2 separate regions of the Ovis aries genome follow, and region 1 is linked to region 2. Evidence: chromatin contacts called from public Hi-C data. All regions are on one chromosome and are shown on one strand. Each heading gives the region's core, a stretch centred on a gene start, on an enhancer-like site or on the middle of the called end of the contact. The rest is flanking DNA. Distances are from core to core; before and after follow the strand shown.

Region 1 (5,201 bases), core at 1,763-4,262, 81 kb before region 2:
CTGAAGGCAAAGTCCTGTTTAGATAGACAGGGAATTATGGATTTCAAAACAGATGTTAAACTGATCCTCAAAGATAACATTTAAACATTGCAAACAATACTTAGGTAGTCCAACTACTGAGAGAAGTGGGCTTCCTGGTGGCTCAGCTGGTAAAGAATCCACCTGCAATGCAGGAGACGTTGGTTTGATTCCTGGGTCAGGAAGATCCGCTGAAGAAGGGATAGGCTACCCACTCCAGTATTTTGGGGCTTGTCTGATGGCCCAGTTGGTAAAGAATCCACCTGCAATGCGGGAAACCTGGGAAGATCCCCTGGAGAAGGGAACAGTTTACCCAGTCCAGTAGTCTGGCCTGGAGAATTCCATGGACTGTATAGTCCATGGAGTCACAAAGAGCTGGACATGACTGAGCGACTTTCACTCACTTCACTGAGAGAAGTAGTGTACGCATAACACATACAATGCTCTACAAAATAGTCTCATTTACAGTCTTTCTGTTTTCCTACAAAACATTTGCCTTGGACGTATTATAAACCTTTCGGAAGAAAAAGGTTTTCTCAAACTCTTAGGGCCAATACAAATAACAGCAACAAAGGAATCAACTGACCGATAATAGGAAGCGTAATAGACTTGCTCACCAGTCCCACTCCTGCAAGCATTCTTTTGCCTTATGTGCAAAAATGAGGACAGCAAGAGAAAAGAAAACTATGAACAATAAGTACTAGGGAGAAGAATCTCCTTTCCTTATGAATCTACCAATGTATTCTTTTCAGAATCACGATGTATCAGTCTAGAAGAATTGAATTAGAAAGGAATCAGGTAACAGAAATCACTGGTTTTCGTGAGAGGCTACCAAAAATTTTATTTACCAATTCTCCACCTGACTATACACACATACCCAAATGATGACCTCAAAGTTGGAGGATATTTCTTGTGTCCAATAAAAATATGAATACATGACCTCTGAGGAGAAAGATAGTATCTAAAACTCTTGAGCTTGAGTTGTTGCATTGTTCTCCATAAACAAAGAGAAGTAGATGTTCATGCAGAGAAACCAGTCTGTCTGCAGTTTCGTATACTACACCAATTTCGGATACTACACCAATTTCGGATACTACATCAGAAACAAAACAATCATTTTCAATTAAGAGCATTTTAAGTCATTTAAAAGTATTGGTGGAAGTGACTGAATTAGATAAAACAGTTTGAAATAGTTTATTCCTTCTGATTTGAAACTTAAAACAATATGGATCCAAGCTATCCATACAGATGAAGGGGAAAAAAAGAACTGACCTTTCTTTATCTTACACCATAAGTAAGGTAAACATTGGGCTTCCCAGGTGGTGTTAGTGGTGAAGAACCAGCCTGCCAAGTCAGGCGATTTAAGAGAAGCAGGTTCAGTCCCTGGGTCGGGAAGATCCCCGAAAAGACGGCATGGCAACCCACTCCAGTATTCTTGCCTGGAGAATCCCATGGACAGAGGAGCCTGGAGGGCTACAGTCCAGAGGGCTGCAAAGAGTCGGACACGACTGAAGCGACTTAGCACAGCCCATACACACGGGCATAAAGACAAGCCCTGGAGAGGGGGTGCTGCGGGGCCCTGCTGCTCCGGGCCAACGCCCAGCTCTGTCCCCAGGGGCTCCGCCACTCCTGGCAGGCTCCTGAACAGCTCCCGGCTGCAGACACTCCGCTGCTCTTCTCCATCTCGGTGCTTGTTAGCGCAGCCCCCAGGACAACGCTGCACGTAGTATGAACGCAAAGCAACCCAATCAGGTAATGAGAACACGTAACCTCTCTGGGTTCAGTTTCCGTAGCTGTGAAATGAAAATTACATCAAATCAGATCGTTATGAGAGTGAAAGAAGACACGTGTAACGTCTTTACAACCTCAGGCATCACAGAATGCATTCTGCAAAGTGAGCTTCTTATTTGACAGTAAGTATATATAGAGACCTTTGTCGACAAATGTCCATATAGTCAAAGCTATGGTTTTTCCAGTAGTCATGTATGGATTTGAGAGGCTGAGCACCAAAGAAGTGATGCTTTCGAACTGTGGTGTTGGAGAAGACTTTTGAGAGGCCCTTGGACTGCAAGGAGATCCAACCAGTCCATCCTCAAGGAGATCAGCCCTGAAAATTCACTAGAAGGACTGATGCTGGCTGACGCTCCAGTGCTCTGGCCACCTGATGCGAAGAACCGACTCACTGGAAAAGACCTTAATTCTGGGAAAGATTAAGGGCAGGAGAAGAAGGGGACAGAGGATGAGATAGTTGGATGGCATCACTGACTCAATGGACATGAGTCTGAGCAAACTCCAGGAGATGGTGAAGGACAGGGAAGCTGGCATGCTGCAGTCAATGGGGTTGCATTGTTTAAAAAATCTTGAGTATCTGAGGATTTAACTGAAACAAATAGGTGAAGATCAAAGTTAACTACTGTCCAATAAGATCACATATCTGTACCTTACTTGGTCAACATTCACGGAACACCCACTCATACACAGAATTCTAAGAAACAGCAATTTGGGCTTAGACTGCCAAAGAAACAGAAAACAGAAATCTCTCTTCCCAAGCAATTAACAATCCAGATGACAAGATGCAATCCACAAACAAGACAGGAACCAACAGTTTTCTGAAATAACTGCAAACTCTTCACAAGTTCATTTCTATCTTCCAGCAGATGGCTGACCAAAACAGAGCTTTCTTGATGTTTTTAACAAATTTTCACAATGAATAATCACGTCAAATGCTTTCTCTTCTCTCTGCCTACGGATAGAGTCTCTGCCACGTTCTATCTACATGCACCTGACTGTGCTCCAGGAAAAGAGCTGTACTCTTTTCTGTTCTGATAACCTTCAACTCTTCCCTATTTCAAACGTTCAAATACTTCCATCTATGAAGTTCAGCCAAGTTCACAAACTATCTGGCAAAACAGCAAAATACAAAGAGAGCTGGGACCTTGGCAGGGAAAGAGGCGAAGGTTAAGCTATGTCTGAATGGTTCCTTCCTTTCCTCTACTGGGTTCAAAGTCGTCTTTTAACGATTAATTCATCGAGGAAACACCATAGCACAGTGGTTCAAGCTGCGGATTCTGGCGCCAGAGAGCCGAGGCGTGGGCCCAACACTGCCCCTCACTCCACTATGTCTCAGTGCCCTGCCTATAAGAGCCGAGGCGTGAGCCCAACACTGCCCCTCACTCCACTATGTCTCAGTGCCCTGCCTATAAGAGCCGAGGCGTGAGCCCCGACACTGCCCCTCACTCCACTATGTCTCAGTGCCCTGCCTATAAGAGCCGAGGCGTGGGCCCTGACATTGCCCCTCACTCCACTATGTCTCAGTGCCCTGCCTATAAGAGCCGAGGCGTGAGCCCCAACATTGCCCCTCACGCCACTATGTCTCAGTGCCCTGCCTATAAGAGCCGAGGCGTGAGCCCCGACACTGCCCCTCACTCCACTATGTCTCAGTGCCTTGCCTATGAAGGGGGACCCTCCTCACTGGTTTGCTGTGAAGGCTAAAGAGGCTGATCCATCCATAAAGCCCAGTGACTGACTCTGCATTTACCGTTGTTAATAGTCTCTGAATATTACCTTAAGTTTATAAGCTTGGAATTTACTTTTAACAATTTACTTCAACAAAATCCATTATGATCAACAATTTTAGGTGTGTCCAGAAACTAATCACAGTATATAATCTGCTTTACAAACTGTGGCTTCACATAGGAAATGAGTAAGATGGTTTATATGGCTGGTTCTAAGTATGGGACGCTCCGTAACTTTTCAGAGAGAGGTAAGAAGGAAGAGTTTCAGTGTCACACAACAAGAAATTAACGTACCCTGAGTAAAAAGACGACACAGTGTCACTGTACTTCCAGAAAACATTACTTCAAGAACTACGTACAGGACAGTTTATAAACCAGTAGAAGACTGAAAGAAGTCTGAGAGCCAAAGAATTGACGCTTTTGAACTGTGGTGCTGGAGAAGACTCTTCAGAGTCCCTTGGACTGCAAGGAGATCCAACCAGTCCATCCTACAAGGAAATCAGTCCTGAATATTCATTGAAAGGACTGATGCTGACGCTCTAACACTCCGATGCAAACAGCCAACTCACTGGAAAAGACCCTGATGCTGGGAAAGATTGAGGGCAGAAGGAGAAGGGGACGACAGAGGATGAGATGGTGGGATGGGATCACTGACTCAACGGACATGAGTCTGAGCCAGCTCTGGGAGACGGTGAAGGTCAGGGAAGCCTGCCATGCTACAGTCTATGGGGTCACAAAGAGCAGAGCACAAGCCAGCAGCTGAACAACGGCGGAGGCTGGGGGCAGAGACATCTGCAGAGCGGGCAGCTGCTAGCAATCCAAGCAGCAGTTGCCGGCATTCAGACCCCATGGTGAGCCCGGAAAGGAAGGGGAGATGGGCCGCACTGGAAACTCCGGTGGAAACAAACGCCATCCTTTCTGGAGGACGGGATGGACGATGAGCTTACATTGATTTCAGGGGATCACAGGGTTCACCTGAAAGGGTTCCTGCAGAGCAAGGGTCTGCAAACTACTGCCCAGGGGCCAAGTCCAGCCTGTGGCTTGTTTTCATATGGCTGGTAAGCTAAGAATTACTTAGATTTTTAAAGTAAAATTTTAAAGGGTTGTAAACAAACAATAACAAAACAGGAATATGCAACAGATGAGATTTATGGGATCTGCAAAGCTTAAATACTTCCTACCCAGCTCTCTACAGAAAAGACTCTGCCAACTCTGCCCGTAAAGCACTATTAAGGCATATTCCAAAATAAGCTGGAACAGATGGATAATTCCGAGGTTAGAGGCTACACAGAGTTAAGTCCATGATTTCCATTTCTTCCTACTCTCTCCTCTGCTGCCTCAAGAGTTTTGCTTTCTAGTCCGTTTACTTAAATAATCCTGAACACGATTATGAAAGTAAAACGGTAATACTCACTAAAAACACCCCCCAACTCTGCAAACCTCAGGCCTTCAGAGTCCACTCTGAACATCTACGTAACAAGGACCAGTTCTGAGCCCTTCATCCTTTTTTGTCATCAACAATAAATACATATAAAATCCAAGCGATTCATGTTTAAAAGAGCTAGTACTTGAAGCTGTGAAATGTAGATTAAAATGGTAACAAACTACCCACAAAAATAAATCCTTGTGGAATGAAAAGTCATTGTTTTCCAAGCTCCAAAATCAAAC
Region 2 (5,854 bases), core at 801-3,300:
ACAAGCGGGACTCTCTCCACCACCACCTGCAGCCTCAGTGCAGAAGTAGTCTACTACTTTAGTGAATTGGGGGAAGATGTAACTCCCGATTTAACTATTACACTAACCTTGTTTTAAATAAAATTCCTTACCACTAAAACATAATTCTTCAAACCAGCAGAGGAAAAGGACATAAAGAACTTATTAAGCTCAAATATACAGCCATAATTTAGCACCAGCTAAAAGAGAAACACTAGTCCCCCGTGGTCAAGAACTTGATCTAATGTATCAATTCTATCCCAATGAAAAGATTTAAGATCTTTAATCTAGAAATGAAAATAAGGATGCGGAGGATTTTAGATCGCACTCAGTGAGAGGCGGCAATCAAAAGTACTACTGTGACCGCTATGTATCCCTATTGGAAGTCACATAGTCAGTTCTGACTATAAAGGTTAGAGGGGAGAAACTGAGAGAAAGAAATAGGCAAAACCACTTCTGATGCAAGAAGTACACTTGCAGAGGAGACTGAAACAAAGCCAAGAAGCGCTGAAGAAAAGCATCACTAAAGAGGATCGTGGCTGCCGGGTTCCACCGAGGACTAAGTGGGCAAAGGACAGGACGGGGAGCAGGAGCAGGGCACCGGCCGACCCGGACTGAGCTCCGGGCGGGCGCCGCCGGCCGCGCAAGGCCGGACGCAGGCCGGGTGCTCCGGGTTTCCCGCGGTCCTTTCCCTCCGCTAGTTTCACGGCACGTGAAGTTGCCCTGAAGCCCCAAGCCCCGCAGCCCGAAGGCGGCACTGTCACTGCAGGGCCCCTCTCAGGAACATGTGCGCCCGCGGCCCCGCCGCCTGCCCCGCACCCGCGGCGGGAACCGCTCGGCTGGGTCCCACCGGTCTTCCGCGCGAGCGGCGAAGGGCTAACAGAGCCCCGAGGGCGCGCGTGCAGGTGACCGCCTTACCTGCATAGAAGCGGATGAGGCAGCCAACCTCCGAGTCCAGGCCCTCCTCCTGCACCCTCCACAGCGCCCCGAAGCCCAGCTGGAAGAGGTAGTCGTTCTGGATCTGCAGCGGCTTCTCGTCCGCCTCCAGGCGCCGCGCGGTCTCCCCGTGCAGCTGCACATACAGGGTGGGCGGCGGGGGCGCCTTCTCCGCGGCCGCCGCGTCCCCGCCCGGGCTCTCCTCCGCCGGCCGGTCGCGGGCGGCGCCGCCCGAGCCCTCGACGCCCCTCGGGGCCGTCGGCGGAGGTGGGGAGGCGGCCGGGGAGAGCGGCCGGGAGCCCGACGAGCGGCCGCGCAGGCGGGGCTGGCCCGGGTCAGCCTCGAGCTCCTCGGACGACGATGAACAGTAGGGATCCGGCGGGCGCGACGCGCCCTCGGCGCCCGGGCTCGGCCCGGGGCTCTCGGGCTCGGGGGTCCGGCCCGCGCCGTCCGGGGCCCGCGGGGAGCCCGGGCTGCAGCCCGCGGGCGCGGGGCCGGCGCGGGAGGCGCGGCGCGGCGGCGGCCCCCCGACGGCGGGCAGCGCGGCCTTCCCGGGCGGCGGCCCCGCGGGGGCCCGGCCCGGCACCTTCAGCACGCCGCCGGCCCTGGGGCCCGCCTGCAGCAGGCGGGAGGCCACCTCGCCGGCCGTGGTGTCCAGCGTGCAGAGCACCGGGCGCAGGCGGCTGGCGGCCGGGTGACGGTCGAGGACGTGCACGCAGCCGCGCTGGAGCTGGTGCCGCACCCAGTCCCGGTCCGACGGCTGCAGCGGCAGCATCTGCCGGGGTCGCGGGAGCAGCGCCCGGCGGTCCAGGCTCCGCGAGCACGGCGGCGCCGCGGCCGGGCCGGGGGCGGGGAGGCCGGCGGGGCGCGGGGCGGCGGCGGCGGACGCGTTCCTCTTCAGCCGGCCTCTCCTCAGCAGCAGCGAGCTGGCGCCGGGCCCCGGGGCGGCCCCGCCGGCGGCGGGCAGGGGCGCCGGGCCGCGCCGCCGCCTGCGAGCCGCGCCTCCCGCCCGGCCCGGCGCCGCGGTCAGCGCGGGCCCGGGGCCGCCCGCCGCGGCCCGGCCCTCCGCGCGGGTCTCCGCGGCCGCGGGCTCCATGGCGGCGGGGCTCGGCGCGGCCCCGGCTCGGGGGGCAGCGGTCGCACAGCGAGCGGGGGGCGGCGGCGCCGCCAGTGGCGTTCGCGCGGCCGTTTCGGGCGATTATGTGGCGGTTCGGAGCGCTCCGTCGGCGTCTCGGTGTTCCATCCCGCGCGCCCGCCCGGCCGCCACCGCCCCCCGCCCGCCCCTCGCCTCGCGCAGTCGAGCCAGCCGCGGAGCCGGCCTCATTGAATATTAATCGCGCGCCGGGAGCGCCGGGCGGGAGGCCGGCGGGCGGCGCGCCTCATGAATATGCATCACCCGCGTGACGGCGACCCCGCGGGCGGGCGCGCGGGGCGGAGCCTCGGGGTAAACAAGCGGGACGGCGTCGGGGGGCGGGGCCGCGCCGCCAGGCGCGGGGCCTTCCTGCGCGGGCCCGAGAGGGGAGGGGCCGAGAGACGGGCGGTGCGCGATGCCACCTGGGAGCTGTAGTTCCAGGCCGCGGTCAGGCGTCCCCGAGGGGGACCGTGGCGAACTACAAGTCCCAGAGATCCTCCAGCACCGCCCCGCCGTGCGGCCCGCCGCGGGCCCCGGACTGTGGGTCTGGTGCCCTCTGATGGAGTCGATGCTCAGCGGCGTTCGGTTCATGAACTTGTAGTTACCCGCCCATTCCTGCTCCCCGAGGCTTTCGTTTTCCCCGCTGGTTGAGACAGGGCTCGAACAGACTCCAGGCGGCACGAAGGTCCGGGCGCTCGGTCTTCCCCTCACCACCTACGAGCTCGCCCGGAGGCAGTCGTGCGGCCCCGGCCCGGCCCTCCGCGGGTCCTGTGTGAGGAGAACGGCCGAGGACGGGCCCTCTCCCTGCTCAGCTTGAGGTCCGAAAGGACTGAGGACACGGAAGGCGATGGGAAGCAGAGGTAACGCTGGAACGGAGGCGTGGGACAGAAGAAACGGGCCCTGCGCTCTCTTTTAACGTCTTCCCTTGGTTTTTCCTTCAGTATTCAGAAAAAATTACATTCTGCGACCGCAGTGTTAGTCGTGGCGTAGAGTTGTACTTTCTTGTCGATTGAAACAATATTGTAGGCTGGATTAGAGAGGTTACTGTTTAAAAGAATTTGGTAAACCTTTTTAATTGAATTACCATTCCTCCGTATTGTTTCATAAATCTGGATTTTTACATATAAGACTTGTGCAGCTGCAAACAATCCCGGGCCTGCTTAACATCAATAAAGTTACTTAACCTGGGGGTGAATTGGGGGTAGGGAGTTTAAGGAAAGAGGAAGGAGAGAGAAACAGGGAAGAAAAAAGAAAGAAACTGGAACTTGTGGCTGAAATAATAGAAACTAATAAGGGCAGAGAAAGGTGTACGTGGGTTATCTACACAGTTTTACTGAAAAGTAGAAGTTACAGGACAAAAAATATTATCTTGATTCTTGAAATTCCTGTAGATGACTTTTTATATTTTTCTTTTGAATTATTATCTCTTGGCCTCATGAAACATGTTTATTCCATTTCAATTCAATCAACAGCTCAGAATTACTTCTGTAAAATTAGAGAGAATGCAAATTTTTCCAAGAGACATAAGATACAATTAATTTAACAAACAGTTATAAACATACCACGCAGTCTGTTACAGCAGTGGAATAAATCAGACACTCCCCTTGCCTTTACAGAGTTTATAGATTAGAGACAGAGAGGCTCAGCAGGTGAGAGGGGTGTGGACGAGGGGAAACACCGGGTGTCAAATGAGACTGAGTTAAACTTTAAAAGCACGTTCAATTTCAGTACTAAAACATGGACTATTTACATTTCTGTATATTTTTTAGTTCCTTCATGGATTCCTATAAGCCTCTTTAATTTTTTGTATATTAAGAAATATACATTAAGTCTCATATATCTGCTTTCTAGAGTTATGTTTATGTAGCTAAGGTGATAAACTCAAGGGGACTTTGTTCCAGTCAGAGACACTGTCGGCCCTGGCCCAGGCTCCATGTGCGCCCTCTCGGGCTACAGTGCTGCCCTTATTCAGCCCTGGACCCTGTGCAGTTTCACAGTCAGCATCACTCTGCCTTTCTGTCCTTTAGGAACTGTGTTTACCCCTTGAAGGTATATGTAACCAAAAACCTCCCCTGGAAAAAATGAAAGAAAAAGCATTGGCCAGAGAATTTAGTATGCAGAGCACTGGAGCAGGGAGAGAGGTTGGAGAGTCTTCTTACCTGCCTGCCAGATGTGGTGTGAAGACGGTCAGGTATCTCAGGGTGGAGAAAAAGGAAGTCCAGTCCAGCCTCAAAAACAGTGGGTCCTTTTTGTTCTTTTGATGGAGGGAGGGAGAACGAAGGATATAATTTTTATGTAGAGAAACTATTTCAGGCATAGTGTGTATAATCTACAAGAGATCATATCCCATTGTATCCGAAGGCATAAAAATCAGAGGGGAGAGCAGAAGGGCAAGGGTCCACAGTGTGACCCATCCCTGGTTCTAGGGGTCCTCAACCGCCCGGGTCTGATGCCTGATGATCTGAGGTGGAGCTGATTAATAATAACATTAGAAATAAAGTGCCCAGTAAATGTAATACCCTTGAATCATCCCGAATCTACCCCCCTACCCCCGCCCTAGTTCATGAAGAAACTGTCTTCCACGAAACCCATTCCTGGTGCCAAAAAAGTTGGGGACTGCTGCCTGGTTCCACTTCCAAACCTTCAATAAAGTGACTGAACGTGGCGGGTGAGAGGCGAGAGAGAGAAAGAAATAGGAGTTCATAAAGCATAGACAGCCCCCTGAACACCAGACCCACTGGAACCTCAGAGTGATAATAAGACAGTGATGATGACAGTGAAACTTGGAGTTTGCTGGTATCACGGAACATCCCCCAGACCATGAGCCAGGCCTTGCTGTACAATTTCTCTGAATGAGGAAAGGATTTCAGTGGAGAACAAATGTTTTCCAGATACCCATGAAATTGCAGCTTTTCCTACTTAACAGAATGGGGACTAGGACAGTATCTTGAAACCACGGTAACTCACAGATGCTCCCCAACCCTCTAAAATGTCCCACATGTACAATCTAATACCACAGTTGTAACTAGCCTCACTTTTCAAAGAATGACGTCTTCCCATGTGAAAAGATAATTCCCCAAAGAAACAACAGATGTAAAAGTTGCAAACCCTGATGCCAACTTGTTAAAATATTTTCACAGCTAAGTATAGAAAAAGAGAATGTAATTTTCAGTTTTTCTGCTACAGTTTATTTTATGCTGTGTGATTGATAACTGACTTGCTGTGTTTTGCTCCTGTTTGCATCCTTAGATCCAAGATAAAAAGAAGCCATCTTTGGAATTTTTTTTCTAATATAAGCAGTTGGAATCTTAATGGAGGCATGAATTGATAGAGGATGGTTTCAGTCGGAATTGTTAAGTTCTCAGCTGTGTTCAGAAATAAACTCAGAAAGATGCAACATACCATGTAATACGTTTAGTTAGTACATGATAACAGGGATCTAATTATAGTTTCACATTTTTATATCCTTTGAGCTACTAGTGGTTAACCGTCCCTAAATTGCTCACTATTTACTCATTCTCTTTTACTACGATAGCAAATAACTACTCAGTGCACTAAATGGGCCCAGGGTGGCCAACCTGAACGCACACGTTCCCGTGACACCTCAGCTCTCTAAGGCTCGCCCACGCCTCACAGACTTGCCATGTGGACTCTTATCAAGATTGCCCCTGGCACTGGGTGGCCTACTTCATACACACGGCCTGATAGCTTTTCAGAGTTTAGTGAATGCTTCTTTGTCCCCTAATTCTTTGTCTCTTTCTCGTTCCT

Evidence for each region. A called contact is a pair of places that touch in the nucleus more often than the background predicts.
Region 1: a contact with region 2 is called in a Hi-C map of liver, with 2.0 times the contacts expected there. The contact joins the enhancer-like site here to the promoter of PHLPP1 in region 2. A contact is called at or near these places in 3 of 16 Hi-C or Micro-C datasets (hypothalamus, liver and mixed tissues).

What each region holds. Positions count from the first base shown.
Region 1 is chr23:61,441,707-61,446,907 of ARS-UI_Ramb_v3.0, reverse strand. All of the region lies in intron 1 of PHLPP1 (PH domain and leucine rich repeat protein phosphatase 1), which reads right to left. Among named protein-coding and RNA genes, the nearest start is that of PHLPP1, 82 kb to the right of the region's middle. Within about 2 kb of position 3,012, at least 6 of the 54 cell types and tissues checked have an H3K27ac peak or open chromatin away from gene starts, as enhancers often do. A contact at or near this core is called in liver, where this site is marked.
Region 2 is chr23:61,358,787-61,364,640 of ARS-UI_Ramb_v3.0, reverse strand. PHLPP1 (PH domain and leucine rich repeat protein phosphatase 1) reads right to left here and starts at 2,050. Exons shown (of 17, transcript XM_042239364.1): 1 at 937-2,050. The coding sequence starts at 2,050. LOC114110432 (a long non-coding RNA gene) reads left to right here and starts at 2,622. Exons shown (of 4, transcript XR_009598183.1): 1 at 2,622-2,946.